Regions from separate parts of the Zea mays genome. Here regions 1 and 3 are each linked to region 2. The links are chromatin contacts, called in public Hi-C maps. All regions are on one chromosome and are shown on one strand. The core of a region is the stretch at or near the end of the contact, and the rest is flanking DNA. Distances in the headings are between cores, read along the strand shown.

What was found. Hi-C and Micro-C count contacts between places; a contact is called where the count stands out from the background.
Region 1: a contact with region 2 is called in a Hi-C map of leaf, with 3 times the contacts expected there. The contact joins the promoter of LOC100282769 here to the promoter of LOC100501320 in region 2. A contact is called at or near these places in 2 of 25 Hi-C or Micro-C datasets (both in leaf).
Region 3: a Hi-C map of leaf shows a contact between it and region 2, with 3 times the contacts expected there. The contact joins the promoter of LOC100383928 here to the promoter of LOC100501320 in region 2. A contact is called at or near these places in 7 of 25 Hi-C or Micro-C datasets (bundle sheath, ear, endosperm and 3 more).

What each region holds. Positions count from the first base shown.
Region 1 is chr7:176,583,830-176,586,828 of Zm-B73-REFERENCE-NAM-5.0, forward strand. It overlaps LOC100282769, which reads right to left and starts at 1,714. Exons shown (of 5, transcript NM_001155675.2): 1 at 1,470-1,714; 2 at 1,251-1,353; 3 at 597-715; 4 at 60-187. The coding sequence starts at 1,321.
Region 2 is chr7:176,406,082-176,409,561 of Zm-B73-REFERENCE-NAM-5.0, forward strand. LOC100501320 reads left to right here and starts at 2,065. Exons shown (of 2, transcript NM_001357671.1): 1 at 2,065-2,583; 2 at 2,682-3,122. The coding sequence starts at 2,162. The coding sequence ends at 2,874.
Region 3 is chr7:176,257,128-176,260,641 of Zm-B73-REFERENCE-NAM-5.0, forward strand. LOC100383928 (protein phosphatase homolog2) reads right to left here and starts at 2,137. Exons shown (of 9, transcript NM_001176547.1): 1 at 1,796-2,137; 2 at 1,371-1,459; 3 at 1,128-1,187; 4 at 759-971; 5 at 249-317. The coding sequence starts at 2,081. It overlaps LOC103633443 (coproporphyrinogen III oxidase), which reads right to left. Exons shown (of 1, transcript XM_008655144.4): 1 at 2,918-3,514. The coding sequence ends at 3,137.

The DNA of each region.
Region 1 (2,999 bases), core at 464-2,963, 180 kb after region 2:
TTAAAATTCCCCGAATTATGATATGGTCAGATTTCAGAAACTAAGAGGAGCTCACTTACATAATGAGACTCATTCTTCAGCGTGTTGTTCTCCTTTCGAAGAGATTCTACTTGTGAAAGTAGATCTTTAAGTATTCGTGTAGTGTCACTTAATATGCATGCCTTTCCATTGTTCTGTCTATCAGGTTCTGAAAACAGATGACACTGGTTAGGAAAAATTTAAATGCAACTTTGAGCATAAGTATGGTAGTAGTAGTAGTAGAGTTGAGACAAAATAATCAATAACCACATATGCATGGAACACTTGCAGCAGGTTGTCTGTATAACAATGACAAGTGTGTTTTGAATATTATCCACGTAAACATGCTAAACTCTGAAAGTTGGACTTGGAAATCCAAAACTGAAGGAAATCAACAAACAGCAGGCACGCAGGTGAGTTGCAAACTGCACTGACCTGGACAAAATGATATGGAAGAAACAGGATGGCACAAAATAAATCGAAACAGCATGGATTTTTCGAGTTAAGAAAGGAACACTCTAATGTTATGCAGCCATAGATCATGCTGTTGTAGATTCAATTTGTAACAGAACGCATACCTAGCATGTTTCCCAGCTCACCAAAGAGATCATTCTGCTTGTCCCGCTTACGTTTCTCTCTCTCAGATTTATGCACCTTCTTTGGAGCCTTCTTTTCGCACTTGTTGTTCTGGATAGGCCTATCGAATGTTCGGTATCAGCGATAAATTGTGTCGCGCACTTGCAGTAGAAAAGCTTGCTAATTAGGGAATCATGCTCGAAGAATGTAACAAGCCTTCGCCACTCTTTGGCTCTGCCTTATCCACAGCCTCGACATTAGAGAAAGCAGAACTTCCTTTGAAGGGATTATCAACTATTCAGTGACAAACATCCACATTTGCTTCTACTAGTTTTGCAGGTACAGGGTGCCAAAAAAAACATGGGGAGGGAGAGTGAAGTACTACAAATTAAAAAAAAACTCATGAAACCTTTTTTTTCTCTCGAACTGCAGCACATCATCGTTGTTGAATTAAAGAGAGGTTTAAACCAATGTTAGACATGATTCCGAACTACGTGTGCAGAGACCGACAAGAAACACTAGTGATCGATCACCAAAGACCTAATGCGATCAAACGCGCAGCAAAAACTACAGTATGTAGCTGCTGCTTTTTTCTTTTTCCTTTCTTCCATTGATTAGTCAAAATCACGAGTCACGACTCACGACGCAAGACTCACCCTTGAACGGGCTTCTCCGTCGGGGGCGCGGTGGCAGCAGCGGCGCTGTGCGCCCTATCCCTGGGCACCATGGGTGATCAAGGGGGTTGATCCGGTACCTTTGCTGCAACAACAAATCAAGAGCTCCGCGTCAGTTCCCCCCACACCCTAACCACAGAGCATCCGACGCCGAGGGCGGGAAACCAGAAGGCAAGGACTAGGGGGGAAAACGAGCCTCACCTTCCCGAAACTAGCTCGAATCGAGGTCAGGATGAGGGAGACGGAGAGAGCTAGGGGCGCGATGCGGCGATTTGAGGGCTCGGTTGAGCCCGGCCCTTTCTTCGATTGCGGTAGGGAGACGACGATGATGGGATGGGATAGGCAGGGAGGAGACGGAGAAGAAAGGGGACAAGGGCGGGGCCCACGGCGCGGCAGGAAGAAGAACCGGAGCGGGAGAAGGAACTGAGATCTCTGTCTCGCTGATCCGTGGGGCAGGGCGTTGGCGTGGCCCGCTTGACGGGGGGAAAGGGTAGTTTCCCGGGTCCGGTGGGCTGGGCGGCGCCACGCGCGGGGCGTGTGGGAGGCAGGCACACACGGCCACACCGCTGCTCCGCCCTGGGCCCCTGGCGCGTGGAGGCGGATCGGATGGGATGTGACATTGGCACATCGCCACCCACCAACGTCCAGCCAGCGCATGTGCCACTGCTGCACGCCGCGCCGCCCTTATATTTTAATGCTTACTGTATCTTGCAACAATTCACAAACTATGCGCACCGTGCAAGTAACGGCGTCTGAGTGGCTTCTTAAGAGCTACTTCCTGTGTTAGTTATTTTTGTGGGTCTGTCTTATATATAAAAAAAGTAAAGACTTGTATTAAATAAGGTACTACCTCCGTTTTTTTATTTATCGTGGTTTAGTTAAAAATGAATTAGCGGACGACACATATTCAAGAACGGATGTAGTATATATTATGTTTTAGTGTCATAGGAGAAATTGGCGTGATGTTAACATAGTTATATAATTGAACTTCATTCGGTCGCGTGGAGTCATTGGAAAAGGAACGAAGGTGCATCTCGTGCACACCGTCGTTGTTGTTGATAAACCATGGCACGATCGTCGTACCACCCAGAAACAGGACATACGTCATGCGGCTCTTCATCTCCTGGTTTGACTATATAAGCTTTACCATATCATCATCACTCGGTTCATCTCTGCTTTAGCGCTTAGTTAAACGTCCTCATTCTAGTTCTTACTTGTTCGAGCACTCTAAGAGCATGTGTCTAAAACGAGTGTCGTTCTGAGATTTCGCGTACCCGGGTGAAGTCGACAATCACATTTTTTAGGAGTGTACAAAAGCGACGTGATTGCTCACTCTGTCTTCTCCTTCCTGGTGTTAGTGGTGCTTAATGTTTCATCCTCTCCTTCCTAGAGAAACAGTGGTGATCTGCGCAGCTACCTCACTACACTCCACCGAGCGGGATGCTCACATTCGGAAGACTTCGAGCACTCGGTTTTTTTCCGAGGATCGTCGACAAACAGCATGACTGCTCGCTTCGTCTTCTCCTTCCCTATGCTAATGGTGATCGACGTTTCGTCTTCTCCTCGATGAAACGGTGGTGGTCGACACGCTGTACTGCACTAAACGGGACGGCTACGCCAATACACAAAATATCTGCCGCTGGTATGTTGTCATAAATATGTTTTTTCCTAGATTAAATTACTACTGAATCATCTACATACCTAACATTTTAGTCATGACAGCGTCCTCCA
Region 2 (3,480 bases), core at 815-3,314:
TTTAGTCAAATTTTTTGCCAAACACTAGGACTAAAATATGGACTAAAATGGTTTAGTCTTTAGTCTTTCACATATGTGCTAAAAGGCACTAAACCATATTAATTCCACATTTACCCCTCATTTAGTTCAATTATACTAATAGCAGGAGAATGTTAAAGGTCATTTTAGTCTTCTTATGAGTCATTTAGTATATTCTTACTATTTTTAGCTCTTAGAACCAAACATGTTAGAGACTAAACTTTAGTCCCGTAACTAAACTTTAGTCACTAGACTAAACAAACCAAACATGGCCTAACTTAGCTCTTAGATCCCATATTACGGAGTGAAGTGTTTAAAAAAAAGCTTGACGATGGATGTGCTGACCTAGCCCAATAATAGATTAACATTAACCAATCAGTGTGGTACCTTTTTTTTTTCCTTCCTTGTCCTCATTCAAACCTAGACCCGTTTGTCAGACTCTTCCTAAACAAACAAATCGTCGGTTCTTGACTCAGTGGTCTACCTCACGGGCTAATTATTTAAAACAACAATTAGTAGTAATCTTGATTATACATTTTACATGTATATATAGCATTATACACATGAATGACGAGAACTAAATGACGCGGATTAAGAATATACTTTAGATTATTTAACTTAGCCACCGGGAATTTACTAGAAGCTTAAGCTGCTCAACCCGTGGTCGCGGCCCTCCTCCTCGTCATCCTCGTCGTCCTGCGAGTAGAACTCGACGATCTCGGAAAGGTCGTCATCAGCGGCGGGGGCGGAGCCTTCGTCTTCGTCGCCGTCGCCGTCGCCGCCCACCCCGCCACCGTCGCGGGCCTTGGTTGCCAGCCACATCAGGTGCTCGAACAGCAGGGCGTCGACGTCGACGGCGACGCCTCCGCCGGGGGCCCGCCTCCCCGCGGCCGCCAGCAGCCGGCGCACCGGCCCGGCCTCCAGCACGGCGGGGTCGACGTGGAACACGCTCCTCGCCCTCCCCTTCGCCGCCGTCCCGACCTCCACCCTCACCGCCGCCACGGCGGCGTCGGCCTCGGCCTCGAGCGCCCGCGCGGAGTCCAGGCGGCGGTACGCGCCCGCGCTGCGGTGGGAGCGCGTCAGGAACGCGTAGCAGCCGGCCGCCGAGGGGCGCGGGGACGGGGCTTCGTCGCCGGCGGCGGCGTCATGGTGGCGGTGCGGCATGGCGGCGCGCTCTGCCGCCCAGCCGCCGTGATGAAGGAAGGCAACGCCGGTTACGCTTACGTGCAAGCCTTGAAGGGGGTTAGTGCGTCTGTGCGCGGGTTGGAGGGGGGGTGCTTTTCTTGGATCGGCGCGTTTTAAGCCGGCCGGGGAGGGTTTGGAACTAACGGTCGGATGGTGCGGCCGGCGGGTTTCCTACCGTGGTGGTGTTGGAAGATTTGGCTTACTTTCTTCTCTGGAAATAAAAACCATCTTTGCAGCTGCAGCGGATTTTGGTATGACATGTCCGCTGTCAAATTTAACTCAAAAAGAAAAAGAAAAGAAATCGAGTGTGTCCGTGAGTTTGTTGAACACACTGACGGTTCCATATTGAACACCGCTCGAGGAACGCACTGGCAAGCGTGTAAATAAAACCTGGCAGCATTATAAAACCGGATTAGCTCAATGGGAGTTGAGCAGACAGCGGTGGCCGTGGTTGTTAGCTAGCCAGTTCTGGTTCATGTGGGCTGAACCAAGGCCGAAGTTTCCGGGAATGATACGCCGCTGATTATTCCCTGTCGTCAGGACGGAGACGGCAGGAGTAAACAACCATTCACCGCCGCCGGTCGCCAGGTCAGGTGTGTCCAGATCAGTGGTCGTTTGAGCTAGCTTGGTAGGAAGGAGTACGTGCTTTGCGCGAGAAGATACATCGATGCATCAGTCTGGTAGAGTGGTAGTGGTAGTGGTAGGTCAGGCCTCATCGTCCCGATGGGACTGGCCGCCACGAATCACCTGCACTTGCCGTCGCGGCCTGCTGCGTCGCGCACTCTGAAAGCCCGGCGACGACGTATCGCGCTCGCGTCGCGTGCAATGCAATCAACGCCCCCGCCACGTCACCACATGCAGCACCCGACGTGGCCCGGCACGTCACCGCGTTGCTCCCGAGCCCAACACGTGCCGCCGCCGGACGTGTGTCCGCCCGCACGAAGAAAGCTCCTGGCCAATGGGGCCGGGCTGGAGGAGGAGGGGCTCCCAACCCAACCTTCGCTCGCTTCCGTCCACCGGTTCCAGGTTCCAGCCGCGCGACGCGACGCGACGCCTCTCGATCGCCACCAGCTTGCAGCAGCCCGCGGCAATGAGCGGCAACAGGAACGGCAGGGGCAAGGGTGGCGCCGCGCGGCCCGTGGCGACATGCATGGCCGCCATCATCGTCTGCGTCGTCGTGCTGCTCGTCGCGGCGTCGGCTCTGCTGTTCCTGCTGTCGTCGTCGCCGCCGCCGGCGACGGGGGTACCGGGGAACGGGCCGCCTCGAGAGCCGGTGGAGCTGGCGATCGGCCTCGCCGGGCACGAGCGCTGGCTGGACGCGCTCCGCGCGTGGGCCAAGCTCGCGTGCTTCAACCTCCGCCGGCCGCCGGCCGAGCCGCGGTAGATGATTATCCGTTTCACTACTGCCCCGCTGTTCTGGATCGGGAGACGTGTGTGCTCTCAGTTCTCACGCCTGCCGTGTGTGTGTGTGTGGCAAGGTACCATCTGCCGCGGAGCCCGGCGGCGTCGGTGACGAAGGCGGCCAAGAGCACCCTGGAGATGGGCAAGGAGATGGTGGAGAAGTTGGCGGAGTCGGCGGCCAGGGCCACCGAGGAGGCGCTCGAGAGGACCACCGAGAAGGTCAGGAGGAAGGTCTCGCCGTCGGCGCGGCGCCCTGATGGAGACCTCTGAGCGGAACTTTTCCGGGCTTTTTTTGTTTGTTCCTTCTTCGTTTTCTAAAGCTTCAGTGCTGTGTACTCTGTAGCGTCTATATCCTGTAGCGTGTAAAATTGTCAAGAACGTACTGTACCACCAGCCAGACCACAGCGTTTGGTAAGTTCGCGATGTAAACGTGTTCTGTATGAGGTGTGGACGTATCGCGAATCTGCGACGCAGATCGATGCTTGCAAATTATATTCAGTGAGCCAGTACTGTACCATACAATAACCACAGCGTTTGGTTGAAGCATTCAGGATATGCAGATGAAACGTCCAGCGTACCTTCTCGTTGCAGAGATACCATACCAAACTTGCACCGGTTAATAAACTCACTGAAGCAAAATTGAGGGCAAAAAACGAGACAAACCTATAAGCCAAGGCTCAGCTTCAACCCACGGCCACCTTAACCTGTTCATACTAGTTCTTAAATCACCAAACAAGTTATACGTAGAGCACACACCACTAAACACAAGGAAGATACAACTTGTGAAAACTTCTACTCGTGTAAATGCAAGCAAATATACGAATACGCACATTTTGAATGCAACAACCAAGCTTATGAGCTTACTCCACCTACTTG
Region 3 (3,514 bases), core at 887-3,386, 150 kb before region 2:
AGAAAACTGCTGAATGCCAGCAACTGTCGCTCTTAACTTCTAGATGTTCTTGAACAATGTGTATATGATCACATTACTAAACATTGCAGCCATGGATTTGAAAAGATCCTTTAATTGACCAATTACAACTGAACAAAACATTATGGTACCATAATTTTCCAGAATCAGTAAAGCACTTGCTAACAAAATGAATGCATGAACTTATTTCACATTTTGCTAGAAACTCCTAAGATGGATACAAAACTTACCTCGAACATCGAAAGAGTTCCACTTCTATAGATTTCATCACCTGGAGGGTGCTTAAGATCGCACTTCTTCTGTAAAAACAACGAAAATGACATTAAGAACCACTTCAAAGAAACCATCCACTATTTTTAGGGTGTCTGTGAGTGTGCGGCCTTGTTGTGTGTAGTTGGCTAAAAGTAAGTACTGTATGATTACTTATGGACTATGATTGATAACAAGACATGCCAAACTGCATGCTGTATGACTAATTTCTTATGGTTATTTGTTTGCTTCAGTATAGGGATGCTTGCTGATACAGTACAATACCATCTAGAACTTCTAGTTGCTGTCTTGATAGTCTAGTTCCTGCTTCCTAGGTAGCCAGTCCAGCACCTAGGTTAAAACTAAACAGAAATTGATGATGGATGCGTTTAGACAAACAAGGGATCTAACTAATACATTTTTTAATATCATAGTAGCAGCATGTATCTAACAAATAGGCAAGGTATAAAGCACAAACAAGTATAGCTCACCATGTGCCTCTGAAGCTGTTCTTTGCGCTTCATGAAGTTGAGGCAAAATTCACAGAAAAACAGCTTCGGGCAGTCATTGTACTCTGGTGGAAAAGGAGAGAAATACCATGTATCTATCTCATATCTCCCAAGTTCAATCTTTGCAATATTTTTCACTTTTGTGAATTCTTCATGTTCCCGCAAGCTGGCTGCATCAAGCTCCTCGTGTCCTTGCTACCAAAACAATTGAGGTCAAATGAGCTAGAAATATTTTGTGCAGTGAACGCACAAGGAGCTAATGCTTCAACTAGCACTGACATAATAAACCTTCACATAACATTTATGTGAAAATAGTAAATGTGCGATGAGCAATAACAATATGCAGCATACCTCCACATGTGTTTCATCAATTTTACGCTTCTGGTGCCGTGTCATCTTTAAGCTTGTTGCCTGGATAAATATCAAAAGATAATCACATTAAGCATTCATTTTGCAAAAGCGGTGTTGTCAACAAAAGTTAGACATTGCTTCACAAAAATGTTGGCAATCAAATGGTGCTACCACTGACCAAATGTGAAGAAATGGTATGGCTATTATTAGTACGTATGGCAACATAAGTGCAATTCCCTTTACCTTATCTTCGACTTTCTCATCAACATCGGTCTCGACAGTAGCAAGATCAAGCTGCTCAAGCTTAACCCACTCGTCAAGTCTTCTATTGACTGCGAGCCCATATCATTTAAGATATGTCAGTCCACAATTATCAGAACAGGCTGCAGTTAATACAGAGGCCGGCCTTAGCTCCGACTAAAATTGTCGGAAGAGTTTGTGACTATACTAAATTATCAACCAGCAGAACGATCATTGCTGAAATTTGCAGAGGTATGAAACAGAAAGCTCAAATCATCACAAAAACCTTTCCAATTACATGTATTCTACACCCAATCAGCCAGTTGCATGACAAGGCCAAAATTCCCCAAAGCCGAAGAGCACGAAACCTAACCCTAGACTGACAGCAAGCATCCTGACAACAAGACGCGAGGCAGAGAGGCTCTTACACTCGGTGTAATGGACGTAGTACTCGTAGTCAGCGGGGGAAGAGGAAGCGGAGCCCTTGCGGCGCTCGATGACCTTGACAGGGTGGAGCTTCTGGTCGCGCCACCGGCACATCACGCGTGTGCCCACCTCCAGGGGAAGCTGGGCTGCCCACGACGCGGGCGCAGCCGAGGACCTCAGCCTCCTCTCAACACCTCCTCCGTTCGACGCGGCGCCCGCCCCGTTGCCGGCTCCGCCACCGGCGGCGGAGCCGTTCTCCGGCGCGGTCGACGCTTCCATAGAGCCCATTCGTCGTCGGAGCCGGAGCGGATCAGATGTGACTGTGAGCGATTCGGGGTTGGGCCTTCTGGGCTGTATGGGGCCTTTAGGCTTTCGTATCTGTTCTTTAGAAGTTCCGGTCCGGAACTCGTTATGACTTTGTGGGACCTGCGTGTAAGAAGTTGCGATAGGTTGTGTGGGCTAACTTGCGCCACGTCCGCGCCCAGTTTAATTGGTTGATCAGCTATAGCGATGACATTTCCTCTTTTTTTCTTAGGGTCCGTTGGAATTGAATTCTATTTTAATAATTATAATTTAGATAAAATTAATTAAGTTTATATATTTATATATGTAATATATTTGTATATTATTCTAAATCATATGGGAGAGATAGTTATATATTATATTTATGTTATACAGGCGCAAGTAGAATAATATGTTATAAGTTGTACATCGGAAAAATAGCATGTAAATCTATAGAATCAATTTCCATCTCTCACCCTATAAATTTGAGGTAAGCTTGTATGATAACTTTGGAAAGCGGTGAAATGTCGTATTCTAAAAAAATAATATATTCCATTAGTAAGATTCCAATTCCTCGAAATAAAAGGAAACAAACGGGATCTTAGGGCTTGTTTGGGAACAAGCGTAATGAAAGGCATTGATGGGGCTAGAATCATTCACTATTTAAAATTAAATAGTGGAGAATTATAGCCCCCTTCAATCTCCTCCATTACCCTTACTCTCAAACAAACCCTAACAGGTCGCTGCTCAGGTAATGGGCATGGCATTGTTCAAAACAAATTTATTTATAGTTCAAGTCGGTAACGTATTGCAATCAAACAAATATCGGCAGACCACTAAAATGGTACCATGCTGCACATAACATAGGAATTCAATGAGTAAATATAAATCAGATTTACAGAGGAAATTACAAGCTGAATTTTAGTCGTTGATGGAGATGTACATGTACTTGTCTCTCTCAAAAAAAAAACTCGTTCGTCATGCGAGATGGATTTTCTTTGCAGTCTGCACTCTGCAGTGCAGCACGGACCCAACTCAAACACAGCCCCATGCTAGGAAGCTCATAGTCCCCTGTCCTTGGCCAGAGCTTCGGCCGCCCTCCTTCCCGACACCAGCGCGCCGTCGAACGTGGCAGAGCACCAGTGGTCACCGCAGACGTACAATCCGTCACCCACTCTCGGGTCCCTCCCCGCCGGTGTCGTGGGCGGCGTCTGGTCCGGCTGCGCGAACCCGATGCGATACGTCGACAAGTGTGTCCACGACGCGACCTCTCCGTCGCCGAACCACCCGCCAAGCTCCCGGACCACTTCGTCGGCCAGATCGGCGTCCTCCCTGTCGGCGAACGAGCCAACGAGGGACACGGACACCAGCACCTTACCCGCCGGTGCGTACGACGGCGCCACGTTGGTGACGAAGAACATGTTGTTCACTATCCCCTT